3 separate regions of the Mus musculus genome follow, and regions 1 and 2 are each linked to region 3. Evidence: chromatin contacts called from public ChIA-PET data. All regions are on one chromosome and are shown on one strand. Each heading gives the region's core, a stretch centred on a gene start, on an enhancer-like site or on the middle of the called end of the contact. The rest is flanking DNA. Distances are from core to core; before and after follow the strand shown.

The links. ChIA-PET counts read pairs in DNA pulled down with a chosen protein or histone mark.
Region 1: an RNA polymerase II ChIA-PET map of memory CD8 T cells shows a contact between it and region 3, with 6 times the contacts expected there. The contact joins the enhancer-like site here to the promoter of Prdx6 in region 3. A contact is called at or near these places in 8 of 39 promoter capture datasets (the 3T3-L1 cell line, 3T3-L1-derived adipocytes, the C10 cell line and 4 more), 5 of 484 Hi-C or Micro-C datasets (B cells, CD4 T cells, CD8 central memory T cells and 2 more), 18 of 115 datasets of contacts at active chromatin or transcription factors (T-cell acute lymphoblastic leukemia, bone marrow-derived macrophages, craniofacial prominence and 10 more) and 1 of 9 other capture datasets (liver).
Region 2: an RNA polymerase II ChIA-PET map of memory CD8 T cells shows a contact between it and region 3, with 129 read pairs. The contact joins the enhancer-like site here to the promoter of Prdx6 in region 3. A contact is called at or near these places in 8 of 39 promoter capture datasets (the 3T3-L1 cell line, the HPC-7 cell line, cranial neural crest and 5 more), 2 of 484 Hi-C or Micro-C datasets (B cells and bone marrow-derived macrophages), 25 of 115 datasets of contacts at active chromatin or transcription factors (CD8 T cells, DN3 thymocytes, T-cell acute lymphoblastic leukemia and 19 more) and 3 of 9 other capture datasets (adipose tissue, embryonic stem cells and liver).

The regions. Positions count from the first base shown.
Region 1 is chr1:161,748,771-161,753,035 of GRCm38.p6, reverse strand. No RefSeq gene overlaps it. Among named protein-coding and RNA genes, the nearest start is that of Gm31869, 17 kb to the left of the region's middle. Within about 2 kb of position 1,630, at least 29 of the 459 cell types and tissues checked have an H3K27ac peak or open chromatin away from gene starts, as enhancers often do. A contact at or near this core is called in CD8 central memory T cells, effector CD8 T cells, memory CD8 T cells and 1 more, where this site is marked.
Region 2 is chr1:161,702,100-161,706,566 of GRCm38.p6, reverse strand. No RefSeq gene overlaps it. Among named protein-coding and RNA genes, the nearest start is that of Gm31869, 63 kb to the left of the region's middle. Within about 2 kb of position 1,881, at least 29 of the 459 cell types and tissues checked have an H3K27ac peak or open chromatin away from gene starts, as enhancers often do. A contact at or near this core is called in CD8 T cells, effector CD8 T cells, memory CD8 T cells and 2 more, where this site is marked.
Region 3 is chr1:161,248,206-161,252,888 of GRCm38.p6, reverse strand. It overlaps Prdx6 (peroxiredoxin 6), which reads left to right and starts at 1,679. Exons shown (of 5, transcript NM_007453.4): 1 at 1,679-1,867. The coding sequence starts at 1,773.

The DNA.
Region 1 (4,265 bases), core at 381-2,880, 500 kb before region 3:
TCCATGGGTTCTCCACATTAAAGTGTGTTCCCTGATAGAAGTTCAAAGACGGCTAGAGAGCATGAAACGCAGGCACTCACCACTTTCCTGGCTCTCTCGGGACCATTGTGATTTAAAGAAAAGATTCTGGTTAGAATCGCCCGTTTCAGAATGATGCTGTCTTTGTGTCTATCACCCCAATGACCTTCTTCCATGTTTTCTCAGATCAGACTGTGTGCTAACAACGAGCTTGTCTCCCTGTCTACTGACCTTCGGCTCTGCTGTGGGCTTCACAGCACAGCATCTCTTCCAAAAGAGGGTCTAGTTTTGCATCCAATATGATCCCAGGAGCCAATCTAAGGCCCCTAGATGTAAATTGCAGACAGTCAGATTTACCTTAAGAGAGAAATATGATTTAATTAAGAAAATTATTTTATGTATATGGGTGTTCTGCCTGCATGCATGACTATATGCCATGTGTATGCCTGGTACTTGCCAAAAGAGGCCACCAGATCACTTAGACCTGGAGTTACAGCCAGTTCTGAGCGGCCACGAGGGTGTGGGCAATCAAAACTGTGTCCCCTGGAAGAGCAGCCTTCAACGGCTAAGCATCTTTCTATCCTAAGGAAATTATTCCCGACCAATTCTTTGTGTACAGAACATTTTCCTTTGGAAGGAAGGCAGTGGGTTCCATCGACAGCAGTGAAAATTTATGCTGCAGAAGCAATTCTATCGAGAGGCATCTGATTAGTTTACCTTTAGATCCCTATTCCAAACCTAGAGATTCTGCCCAAGTAAGTTTAATCTTGGGAATTGTCCTACAGTGGTCAAAGGGAGCGAGCTGTGGTAGAGCAATGGTTGGCGTAAGTTTTGTTTCTTGGTTCCTTGATGCCTGAGCCACAGGTCTCAAATATAACCAGTAACGACCTCAGCAGAGGAGGGTTCCGGACAGACGTGAGACAAGGCCGGTAGAGAAGGTCCCCTGGCAGACACAGGTGAGGCTGTTCTGATGTTTGTCACAAAAACTATTTTTAGATGGTCTGGCCTGACCATAGTCCAAATGATAAAATTCTTAATGTCTGAGGATTTTATACAGGCATAAAATGAATTCTGGTCCAGTCTACTGCTTCTCTTCCCCCTACCTTCTCCATCTCCCGCATCCTTTTCCCTCCCAACTTCATAGACTCTATATTAGAAACAACAGCAACAAGCGGGAGCAGAGGTTGCATTGCAGGGACCACGTCTTCCTCAGCAGCCTCCTCAGGTAGGTGTGGGACTTCATGCGAAAGCCACTTTGCAAAGAATGTTACTGATCTGAGGATTAAATTCCTGATCAGACCTTTAGCTGAAGTCCAGAGGTCTTCTCCCTCTCTTGGTATGAGCTATTGTGGTGGCACTTGGAGCGTTATCTCGCCTCTTCCTCCACTGGTGCCTCTATCTCATCCTCCCGCCTCCTCTCCATCTGAAATTTTCTGTCACGTGATGGAAGAAGGCCGCAGAGACTTATCATGTTTTGCCATTCTCCTGGGAGACCTGAAGAACAAACAGAAAATCAGTCTGATAAAAAAAACATAGTTGCAACTGGCTTGAAAAGCATGAAGAAGAAATCGGAGCAGCCCAGCCCAGCCCACATCAAAAGCCCAGCTGTTGGGGTATACCTTTCAAATTCCATTAGCTGCAGAGGCCACAGAAGGGGCCCACGGAGTGGAGGCGGTTTTGAAGAAAGACAAAAGGTCATTGTGATTTTTTTTTTTAAAAGAGCTTGAATAACAAGCTTGGGGTGGAGTGGGGTGTGAGGGGTGAGCATACTGAACCCGAGACTCTGCCCTCAGTGGCCAAGAAGTGATTTCTTTTCTCTGCTAATTTTACTTCATGAGAAGACACTTTTGGTCCTTTTTTGGGTGGTTTTTATTGATGGATATTTGACAACTCTTCCCAACTCCATCTCTGCTCCATCCATTCGTCCTCTTCTTTCCCATCATCCCTCCCTTCCTCTCTCATTAAATCGCATTGGTAGTTCCACTCAAGGGCACACTTGTTCAATGGATTTGGCTAAGTTAAACGGGAGCAGTGAGCAACTTGGGTATGGTGGAGGGTGGAGGATCTGTTTGAGCCTTTACCACGTGGACTTTGAGAGGAGAGGGAGTGGCTCTGAGTTGGCGCTGAGCAGGTGTTTTTTTTTGATGATGCAGTAGTCCCCGGATGATGGCCTCCTCGCCTTCTTGGCAAGCGTGTTGTAAACAGTGTCATTACAAGGTCATTGCCATTCTGTTTGCTTAGACTGCCTTGCTGGGCAATGTCAGTGACTAGACAATTATTTTCTGTGATGTCACCAGGGTTTCAGGAATGACTGCTGCTAAGCACAGCAGACAAGCACTAAAGTCACCTGACTCGATGTTGGGTTTTGAATTATCCTAATAGTTCACATCTGAAAACTAACAGAGCAGTTTATTCTCAGGAGCCCAAACCATTAGAGTACCATTTGGCAATTCCATGGATCTGTGGAGAAGGATGCTTAAGGGAGTTTCCATAGAAAGCAGGAGAAGTCCCAGGGGAAAGAGGTGATGCATCAACTCGCTAAAGCCAAAGGGAACTGGAAGCTTCCTGTTTTTGGAAAGATATGAAAGTAATCATTTGTGGTTTATAGTTTAGGTGTGAACCTGGCTATGCTGGTGCATGCCTGTACATTCCAGAGCCTGGGAGGTGGTGGCAGGAGAGATCCGAGTGAGAAACAAACAGCAGCAGCAACAACAACAGAAAAACCACTTTGGGATCAGATTTTTCTGGGACAAACCTTATTTTTACGATTGCTCTGACTTAAGAAATTTTCTAAACATTGATTTATTTTCATGTTAGCATATATATGTGTGTGTGTGTGTGTGTGTGTGTGTATAAAATCAGTCAAGATATCTTAGGACTCTCAGTAATGGAAACTTTAACTCCAGCTAGCTTAAAGAAAAAGTCAGCAGAATTCTGAACTACACTGAGTGAGCTTCAGGCCTTGTCTGATCCAGAATTTCCAAGGCCTCCAGTTTTTGGTTTGTTTGTTTTCTCTGGCTACACATCCTTGTTTTGGCTCTGTCATGGGGTTGCCTGGCCCCAGAGCAGTAACAGCGGTCCTGGACTGTATATCCTGACAGGTAGGGGTCTTTTCCTTCTGGTAGGAGGGAGAAGGGTCTTGTGATGACTAATTTTGTCACTTCAGCAGGATCTAGAATGACCCAGGAGACAAACCTCTGGGCATGTCTATGAGAAAGTACCTAGTTTGGGTTAGTTGAGATGGTAAGTAAGAGCTCTCTCTAAATGTTTGACGCCCTGCCCCCAATACCCTGGACTGGGGTCTGGGACTGAATACAAAATGGAACAAGAACTAAGCATGAACGTTCACTTTTATCTGGTTCCCATAAATAATATATGGCCAGCTGCCTCCTACTGCTACTTCCTGGCCTTTCTCCCAAAGACCCTCAAACTATGAGCTAAGCAAATCTTCCTTTCCTTAGGCTGTCCTTGTCAGGTGTTTTGACACAGCGGGGCATAAAGCAGTTAATACATGTGTTTCCTCTAAGAAGCCCTCAGCAAACTCATCTTTGTGTCTCAGGTCCCGATTTTGCTGTGAATCCAATTCCGAGGGCTCATCCAGCTCCTAGTCCTGGGAGTGGAGGTAAATTCACACAGACCTCCTGGCTAAGGGCTTAGTCATCAGCAGCCATCACCCAAGCCCTCGGGGTTAACATAAGGGGCTTAGCAGCGAGTGAGCCTGACTATATCAACAGTTATCTCTGTGACCTGAAGACACAGGACTCAGCACCTACCTTCTCTTAACCTTTCACCTGGAATGCCTCTACCACACCCACAGAACCAGATCCTGGCCCCAGCCCGGTACTGGATTGCTCTGGGTGATTAAATCTAGTCTTTTTCTCTCTGCTCACCAGAAGAGAACTCTGGATGAAATGGGAGCTGAAGTGTCCTTTTTGAGATCAAGTGGCTTTTTTTCTCTTTAGGCTCCCCAGGAAGCTTCGCATAAAATAGGTCATTTAATAGCGGAAGGTTTTGAAGCCAGGCAGATTTGGATTTCAGTTGTAGATCTATTTGTGGGGAAGTTGAGCTGTGCCTGGGCACTTTTGCATTGCAAAGAAATAAGTGGTGCATAATATGTACTATGTAAATATCCAGGGTGACTTAAATGACCGCAGCATAGCGCGGGTGAGGCACATGCTGAGGTGTAGGTGGCAGACAAAACAGAAGGGGGAATTGTATGAGTGATTTAATTTCTCCTGTTCGATGTC
Region 2 (4,467 bases), core at 632-3,131, 450 kb before region 3:
AGGGAAGCTCTTGACTCTTAGGAGAAAGCAGCCTACACCCAAAGTGACACCAAAGTCACATTGCCTTTCAGGAGAAGTCTATCGAGGAAACAGTCCACTTGTGGCTGAACCATGTGTGGTTATAGAATCTTCAATAACCAAAGGCCACTCAGACCAAAAGTTTAATGCAGGATTCTGAATTTACAAGCAAAATATTTGATATGGTCTCATCCACTGGGGATGAAGGAGGTTGCCCAGGAAAGATATGCCATGCTTTTAATACTTTAGAATGCCACATGAGGAAGGGAGTGACAGCAAAGGGGATTAACTGGAAGTAGGCAGACCCACTGGATTGGCCATGGCAGTTTAGGATTAAGAGTAGGCAGAAAGGGAAATAACTGCGTGAGAGACACAGAGAAAGGAAAGTCTCTGTGTGAAGAATGAAGTGGCTGGGTGGAATGTAAATTTGGGGATGTTCTAAGGGACATGTGCCTAGGTGGTGACCGAGGTGAGCGGAGGTCCTGTGGCACAGACACAGACTCAGGAGGGTCCAAAAGCGGGAGGCACAGAGCCATGGCAGTGAGGTGGACTGAAGAGAATCAACAAGAGGCAAGTGGGGATTCCCAAAAGCGTGAGGCATGGTGACGGCACAGTCAAGGAGACAGATGGCCCCATCTGCCCTTGGAGAGATGGCTATGTGTGGAGGTTCTGGATTCTTCTAAGACTCTTTCTCAGCCTGGATGGTTTCATTTCAGGGTAATGCCAATTGCTGAGGGTACAGAACTCAAACCTCCGTATGACTGCATTGCACTGGCTCTGCAGTCAAAGTCACTGAGAGTCAATCTTGTAATAGAACAGTTACTTGAGGTCCTTGTTATAAAGGGTCTTGATTCCTTGCATCATAAACAGAGCAATTATAAAACAAAAAACAAACACAAAACCAAAAACAAACAAAAAACCCAGATCACCAGCTAGCCTCAAATCCCTCTAGCTGTGTTCTCCTTGAGGATTTTTATAAACCTAGATGGAGGTAAGGACTATACTCAGCTTGTTTCTAGGTGTCCCATGGAGTGAATGGAGACAAGAAACTGAAAACAGAGAATGGGAGTTTCTGGGGCATCATGTGTTGAGCTAAATGATTGAGCAGGGAGCCAATGAGCACAAGAAAGGAGGGAAAGGACAGAAATGTACATCACTTCTGAGTCACTAAACTGAGAACCCAAAATGAGAGGATTAGCAGGTCATGTGTATGGAAAATAAAGACTGGTCAGACTCAGACTAGGTCAAAAATGAACACTAGTTGTTAGGGACAAAATAAGTGAGAGTCTGGTAATACAGCTTCTAGCTGCTTGGGAGCCACAGTTTTGCTTTCTTCTGTGCAGAAGCCTTGCGATTCACAAAGGCAAAATGAGAGCAACAAAGAACAGAAGAAAACACCCAAACCACGCAATATGTGCTGTTTTGAATAATTAAGACTAGGCAACCTTCAAATGGTGAGATGACCCTGAGTAACCTTAGTCTACGAAACTCTGTTTTTTCTTCTATAAACATGAAACAGCCAGGTCAAATGATCTCTGGCATGTAACAGTTCTGAGTCTAGAAAGCCTTTGTTCTTTTCTAATTCAAGTCCTAGCTATTCTCTCCTAATTCTCAAACTTCTTTTTAGAGCCCCAGATTCTACTAAATAGCTCTTCTATTTAAGTCAGGCTAGCCCTATGTGTTTTGCTTCCTCTCTAACACTCTGAATTGAAGTCTCTGCAGCTCTTTGGGGGAGGAATTGTGCATGTATCTTTCTGGAAATCACAAGTGACCTAGTTTCTCTAGAATGAAACGTGACCACATTGTTTATAGTTTGTTTGTTTGTTACCAGGCAATGGAGGGGAAGACTCCTAGGATGCTGTCAGATGTCCTTTGTACCTTTAGTATAGCTGCAGAGGGAAGAGTGTAAACACTGATCTGGAGAGCAGAGGAGGCTATAAGGAAATAAACAGTAAAGACAGAGAAGCAAGATGGCAGCGGTGGAAAGGGGACGGAGGAGGCCTTGGTGGTGCAGAGGAGAATCAGAGAGCCTGCTCTCTGCCTATGAAGAGTAGAAGGCAATAGTAGCATCCAGCTGGATTGTGTCCAGGCCCAGCAACAGCAGACCACACAGCACTTGACTCCTTCCAAATGGTGAGCTTCACAAATGTATGTTTCTATAATCTGGATATTGTAAACCCAACAGATAGATGCCATAAGCATTGCCTGGCAGAAGCTGCCTTAATGTAAGATCTACTAGCCCTTGGGGGGGGGGTGTCTCACTCACCTGATGGTAATGTGCTCTTATCTGCAAGCTAAGCTGAGATTTAGACAAGGTTTTGAAGGGTACATTTTTTTTTCCCCTTAAGGGTTGACTTGGACTCTGTAAACTGTTTTCTTCTTGTTTCTTCATTCATTGCCACACATTTAATTTCTGTCACAAGATGCCTCTTTTCTGGAAGCCCTGTGTGGATAGAGGACAAATCCAGATTGAAACTTCAGTATTACTGATGCCATGATGTCCCTCAGTGGCCATCTTATAATGGTTAATCCTTACTTCTCTGCAGTAGACACACACACACACACACACACACACACACACACACACACTATGCATGAGGGAGAGAGGGGGTGGAGAGAGGGAGAGAGAGACAGAGATAGAGAGACAGAGACAGACAGAGAGAGACAGAGAGACAGAGACAGAGACAGAGACAGACTTCATAATATAGAAGGATCTTACAGATTTGTTATACTATTTCCCCTGATTCCTTCATTTCCTTTTTGTAAGATGAAAAAATAGTGACTCTGGGAAATCAGAAGGATGCATTTGACCTTAACTGACCACTCCTGAGGAACATGCGCACCTGCCAGCTTTCAACATGTAACAAAACCCTTCAGTGTTATGTGTGTCGGTATGCTAACTGAAGCATGGTCTTCTCAGAGGCCCCCTCCCGTTGGGATGTCTTTAGGCTGTGATTGCTTTGTAGAAGGGACTGAGGACTGACTATAATCTTCGAGGCGAGAAATCAGATAAGATGAGACGCCATTGTAGCCTTTAAAAGACAGAAATAATCCAATGAGGAGAACATAAACTTTACTTCAGGTTGGAGTTATCAATATTTTGTGGTGTTTCTATCTCTTTATTACTACCCCTAATAAATCATTAAGATTCAATGATGTTGCCTATCGTTAACAATGGCCAGGAAAAAGTTTTTCATCTGTAAATAATTCTTAAAAATGGAATATTTGGGGGGAATGATTCTTAGTGCTGGCCTCTTTGACGGTCACTGCTGAGGTCATGTGTACCCATCAGAATGAAAATGATGGATTCCAGATGAATTCAATTCTGTCTCAGGCTCATAAGATTGTCCAGGGTTTATGTTGAGTAAGAACTTTTTCATTTAAGAATTAGTACAGGTACCTCCATGATTGATGTATAGATACTAGGTGCTATCACTAAAATTTCAAAAGTGGTTGCTTCCATTTTACTCAAAATTGGGACTATAATTCTTATTGTTGTGAAGATGATACAAAAATATCCTAGCCAGCAGGCTGCAACTCAATTAAGCAGTTATAAAACCCGAAGTGCAGTTCCATGCCCACTTCTCTTGTGCTGTTTAAGCAGAAGTTAGGAGTGTTTCATGGTAAAGTACTTTAAGTATATATGAAACCCAAGGTTATTAATGACTTCTTAATGTCTGATTACTTTCTTCGCTACCATTTTCTAATTAATTATGGGAGAGAAATGCTGTCTGTCTACCTTAGTGGTTTTCAACTTTCCTAATGTTGTAGCCCTTTAATACAATGTTGCTACTTTATAACTGTAGTTTTGCCACTGGTACGAATTGTAATGTAAATATCTGATATGGAACCCTAAAGAGGTTATGACCCACAAGTTGAGAACTACTGGTCTACCTGATAGACCTCTTCTTTTCTTTTGATGCTTCCTGTGAAAGCTGACATTTATTTTGTATCTTGGGGACACTAATGCTGTAGTCTTCCTGCATGTCTCAGTGACACTGGCCTTATTCTTCATCAAAGCAAGGATGAGCTATCAGAAAAGTATTTATGAGGAGCCAAGAGGACAAGTCTTCAGTTATGTTCCTCATAGGTTCCCAGAGGGTCTAGGGAGAGTATGGTTCAGTTGAACACACTTAGTTACATATGTGTTGATCCATTCTTCCTTGACTTTTCTTATCTGTTTTCCAAATTTTCTCATAGGACTGAGAAAGCTTCCCAAATATATTGCCTTCACCTAAGAACTTGATTTGGTGTCTGACTTTGAGTAATTTTAAAAAGTTTATGATCTTTGTATTTTCTCTTTTAATTTTAAATTCTTTGAAATTATAGCAGTATATGGACTGAGTAGGTTGTATCTATGTGTTTAGAAATGCACATATATATAATTTGTGTGTAGAAACAACTAAAGAAAAAAGTCATCAAAAGATCCTAGAGAGATGGAAATCAACG
Region 3 (4,683 bases), core at 430-2,929:
CTCGCTTAGTTTAAAGTGGTGGCTATGTAATTATGCCTTTGATAGAGATCAGCCACTTTGAGTCTGCATCCAGTCTCTTTATTGTGGTGTATCTGATTTTTAGCCCATCTTTGCAACACTGCTTATAGTTCCTTAAGGTCAAGCTACCCTGCTTCCCTACTGTGAAAATACATAATAAATAAAGTGAAGATACGTGCTTTCAAAACAGAAGGGTGGAGTCAAGCTAGAGATTAAGTTACCTTAACTTTAAAACGCATGGCAGTAATCTCTGTGAAGCAGGCAAGACCAGTATGCATGCAGACACAAAGACAGGGCTTATCACCATGATGAAAACGCAGGGTACAGTGGGTCGCTGCACTCAGCACCGCCACACGCTTTCCTTTAAATCCGTTGAGTCTGTTCCAGAGGATTCCTCACACCGAACAACAAACACTCACAGCTCCCCTGTCCATATCACCTTACATGATATCATAACTGCACTTTTCCTGTAAGAGCTGGGACTATGTCTCACATCAGGCCTCGCACGGTGTCTAGCTAGCAATAAGGAAAGTGAGAGTTACTGCGTGAATTGTGTCATCTAATAATAGCTACCACTCTGAGAGCACCTGCCATGTTCTAAGTAGTCTACTGTCCTGCAGGCTTCCCCAGGCTGGGCCACACAATCTGAAGCTGACCTCCAGGTAGCCTCACTTAACTTACATAAACTCGCTTTAGTTTCTCCAGCTAGGACTCGGGGCTTTCTAATACATTGTCCTCCACCACACCTTAGCGCTGGCGATTGGACCTAGGGCCTCCCACACTCCAGTCAAGCATCCTGCCGCACACCTGCTTCCTCATTCCCCTTTATTTTGAGACAGACTCTAAGTTCCCCAGGTTGGCCTTGAACTTCCTCTGTAGCTCAGAATTTACAGTCCTTCTCCTTTCTCCAGAGTAGTTGGGGTTTCTGGTTTGCGATCACCAGGCTGAGCTTCTAACAGATTCTGGTTTCTGTGCAGAATGTCTGCCATCTGTCTCTAATAAGGGCAGGCATCTTTCTCCACTTTGTGCTTAGGAAATAGGAAGTCAGTGGATCAAAATGTCCCATTTCTTCAGGTGGGAATTCACTTGCATACACTCGATCTCAAGAAGCCTGTTGTGAAACCTATATTTAAACTTTAGGAATAATGTGTTGAGCATTTTATAAGGAACTCCAGGAATGGGGAGGCAAAATTTAAAAAAAAAAAAAAACGGTTCTTTCCATTGCCCTCTTATTGACATTGGTACAGAATGTTTGCTGCAATAAGAAAGCCACTTCCTCTGACTTAGCCCACGTCACAAGTCTGGTTCTTGCCACATCCTGAAAAACTTCTGAAACCCAGGTTGGCTGAGTAGTCAGTCATTCAGCCAACTACTAGATGCTCATAGTAAAAGAGGGCTATACCCCAAGACCTCTAAATTGTAAGTCCAACAGGGGTGAGAATGTCAGAGGATTTGCGCTAATTCCGCCTTCTCCTAGAGCATCTTTGCAGAGCCGCCAGATCTACAAGTCCCCGCAATTCTCGGTCTTGCGCTTCCTTCCTATTGCACGTGGCCTTCTTTAGCTCCAGAATCTCCCTTGCCTGCAAGCTCCACGTGAAGAACCGCAGCCGCCAGACTCGCGGTCGCCCCACCCCGCCCCAGCCCCGCCCCAGCCCCGCCCACTCGGCCAGCACTGATCTAGGTCTCCGCAGGAGCCCGCCCGCTGCTCACTGCTGCGGCTGCGCCTCCTTGTTCTCAGCGTCACCACTGCCGCCATGCCCGGAGGGTTGCTTCTCGGGGACGAAGCCCCCAACTTTGAGGCCAATACCACCATCGGCCGCATCCGCTTCCACGATTTCCTGGGAGATTCGTAAGTGGCCACCGCGTTGCCCTGCCAGGTGACGGGTCCCCAGAGCTACCTGCCTCGCTTCTTTCCGGGTTGCGCTCGGCCGCGGCGGGTCTCTGGCTTAGCCCCTCACCGGTTCCCGCACGTGCCCGCCGCCGGGGTCCTGCCGAGCATCACCGGGCATTGCTGGGGACCTGCGACCTCTGCCCGGCCCTACGCCGATCAGCGGATCCTTCCCTGACCCAGCGTGGCTGGCCTGGCATGGGAAAGGAGGTCCTTGCCGAGGACGGTTTGTTGTCTGTTTAACCTGGTTTTGTAAACAGTGTTGGGTTTGTGTCGGGGTCGATCTGAAAGCCCAGGGGAGGTGGGGCAGGGTTGCTCGGTGTTTGAGGTCATTTCCCGGGACGCTTGCCCAGGGTCGCACTGCCCGCCCTCCTGCCGCTCTAGAAGTTGTACCTTGCGGAAGGTGGGTGCCTAAGGTCAAAGTTAGAGCACACAGCCACAAATTAAGGGCTGTCCCGACGTTATCTGGGTTCCTCTTAACTTCGGGGAGTGTTTGCGGACTTCTGAATTAAAAAACAAAACAAAACTACGGTGCCAAGTAAGTAGCCAAAAGACTTTTTGTCCAGAGCCTCCTTCAGAGGTCAAAAATAAGATTATATGTAACAGCTTTGGGAGCACCCAGAAACACTCTGTAGGCGTGACCGTGATTCTAGAAGAAGCAATGCTTTGAGGGAAAGGCTGCGACCATTTTGCCACTCTAGGCCATTCCAAGGCTAGGACACGTGTGCCTCCCCACTTGGAGACTCTTTTGTTTCCCAGTGGTCCCCTCCCCCTCTGCTTTGCATCAGCGCCTGGCCTTGCTGCTGATAACAACAGTGGTGGCCACAGTGGCTAGGTATGCACCGATTTTGTCTTAGTTTTACAGCTCCTGAATGCACACATTGTAAGATGCTTAGTTTCAGTCCGCTTTTTGCATACGCGTCAGGCTATGTTGTGGTTCTGGAGTTTCAGTGCCCAATGACACTGAATAAACAAACTCTTGGGTCTGTCTGTGTCCTTTTCGTATCTAGTATGTATGTATGTATGTATGTATGTATGTATGTATGTATGTATGTACGTGAGGACAGAGCAGTTTATGAAACTACTCCGTGACCAGGCAGGAAAGGAAGCATTAGAGAATCTTTCCTGAGGTGAGTTTGGCTCCTCCTGACTAAGGGGAAGCAGAGCTTTTAAAAGAGAAAGGTAGACTAGAAGAAGTAGCAAATGGAACCCTCAGGCCTTGCAGGAGAAAAGTCTAAAAATAAGCATGCCAGCCAGACTCATCACTCAAAATCTAGTGTTAATATTTATCCAAGACTGCCAACGATTTACACAGTGTTCCTTCCCATTCCTGTCTGCAGCCCACACCCCCAGGAAATGTGAGGGCTTGCTGGAGCGCTTCATCTGTAAGGATGAGAGATAAATATGAATCTAAAGCGCGTGTGCTGTGAAGATAGCCACACTATAGAGTCGGGGGCGGGAATCTTAGGGATTGTTTATTGATCTAGATCTGGATGCAACTGTTTTATTCCAGCTGCTGAGGAGACAGTTGGGAAGATCCTAACTTCAAGGCCAAGCCAACTTAGTGAGGCTTTGTCCCTAAATAGCAACTAAATAAGCAGATGAAGTGGCATCTTAAGATGAGGTAAATTTATGAACAAACATAAGTCATGATACGCCTGCAATAACCGAGAAGGACTTTTCCACCCTGTGTGTCATTTCTAATACAAGGGATTTGACTAGTGTTTCCAAACTCTGTTCTGTAGATGATCGCAAGTCAGTTTGCCCCTGACAGACTCAAAGATCCTTTGGAGGAGAAAAGGAAAATGAACTTTAAGCATTACTTAACCCCCTGATAATTAGAAACAGCTGAAGGTTTGGGGAGCCGTGTGGGTTTGAGTGGGTTTGAGTAGGTTTGTATGGTCTGTGGATGTGGAAGAGCATCTTATATATCCCAGGGTTCCTCACTGATCAAAACACCTGTGCCACAGGTTTTCTGGTAGGAGAGACGATTCTGTTAGAGGGAGGAAACCTTTTGTCTTTTGAAAATGAGGAAGGAAATGGCATAATGCCATTGAATTTCTCCAAAGGGTAGGGAGCCCAGGCATTCTTGGAATACCCTGAGGTCCGATCCGCTGGTGTGTGTGAAGGGGCGGAAATACAGTTCAGCAGCATGACTCGGCAAAACTCATTGCCTCGCAATTAAAAAAGTAAAATAAAATTCTAATTCATCACTCCTAGAACAGTACATAAAGAAATGCTGTTCCTTTTTTTCCCTGCAACTTACGGAGCCTTTCTCTTAAGTCTCATCTGACCACCATTGGTCCTTTTCCATAGAACCTAAGGCCTAAATATGGCAGCTAGATTAAAGATGTGTGTTGCTCTTCCTGCCCCGTATTAAAAAAAAAAACAAAAACAAAAAAACCCTAGCCATCACTCATCTCCACAATCTTCAAGCATTGCCTCAGGGCCTCCCATTCTTTTAGGCCTTGCCACCTTGAGTTGAGTGGCAGGTTAGGTGGAAGGCAGTAGCTTTGTCTGCTGTGTTCTTCGTGTTCAGCAAGGTTTGCCCGGATGCCCTGCATCTAGGCCAGATTGAGTAATCTTCTAGTTTGGGACCTTGGCCCTGCCCAGCTCCAGCAGTGGCATTGTAGAGGACTTCGTGCCGAGTTTTCCTTTGAGCTCGAAAGAGCTGTTGCCAAGGAGAAGGAGTTGTACTCTGGAAGTTCCTTGGGAACTCAGTTTGAATCATCCGCAAAATCTGTACAGTATTAACCTTAGATATGGATTCAATTGTA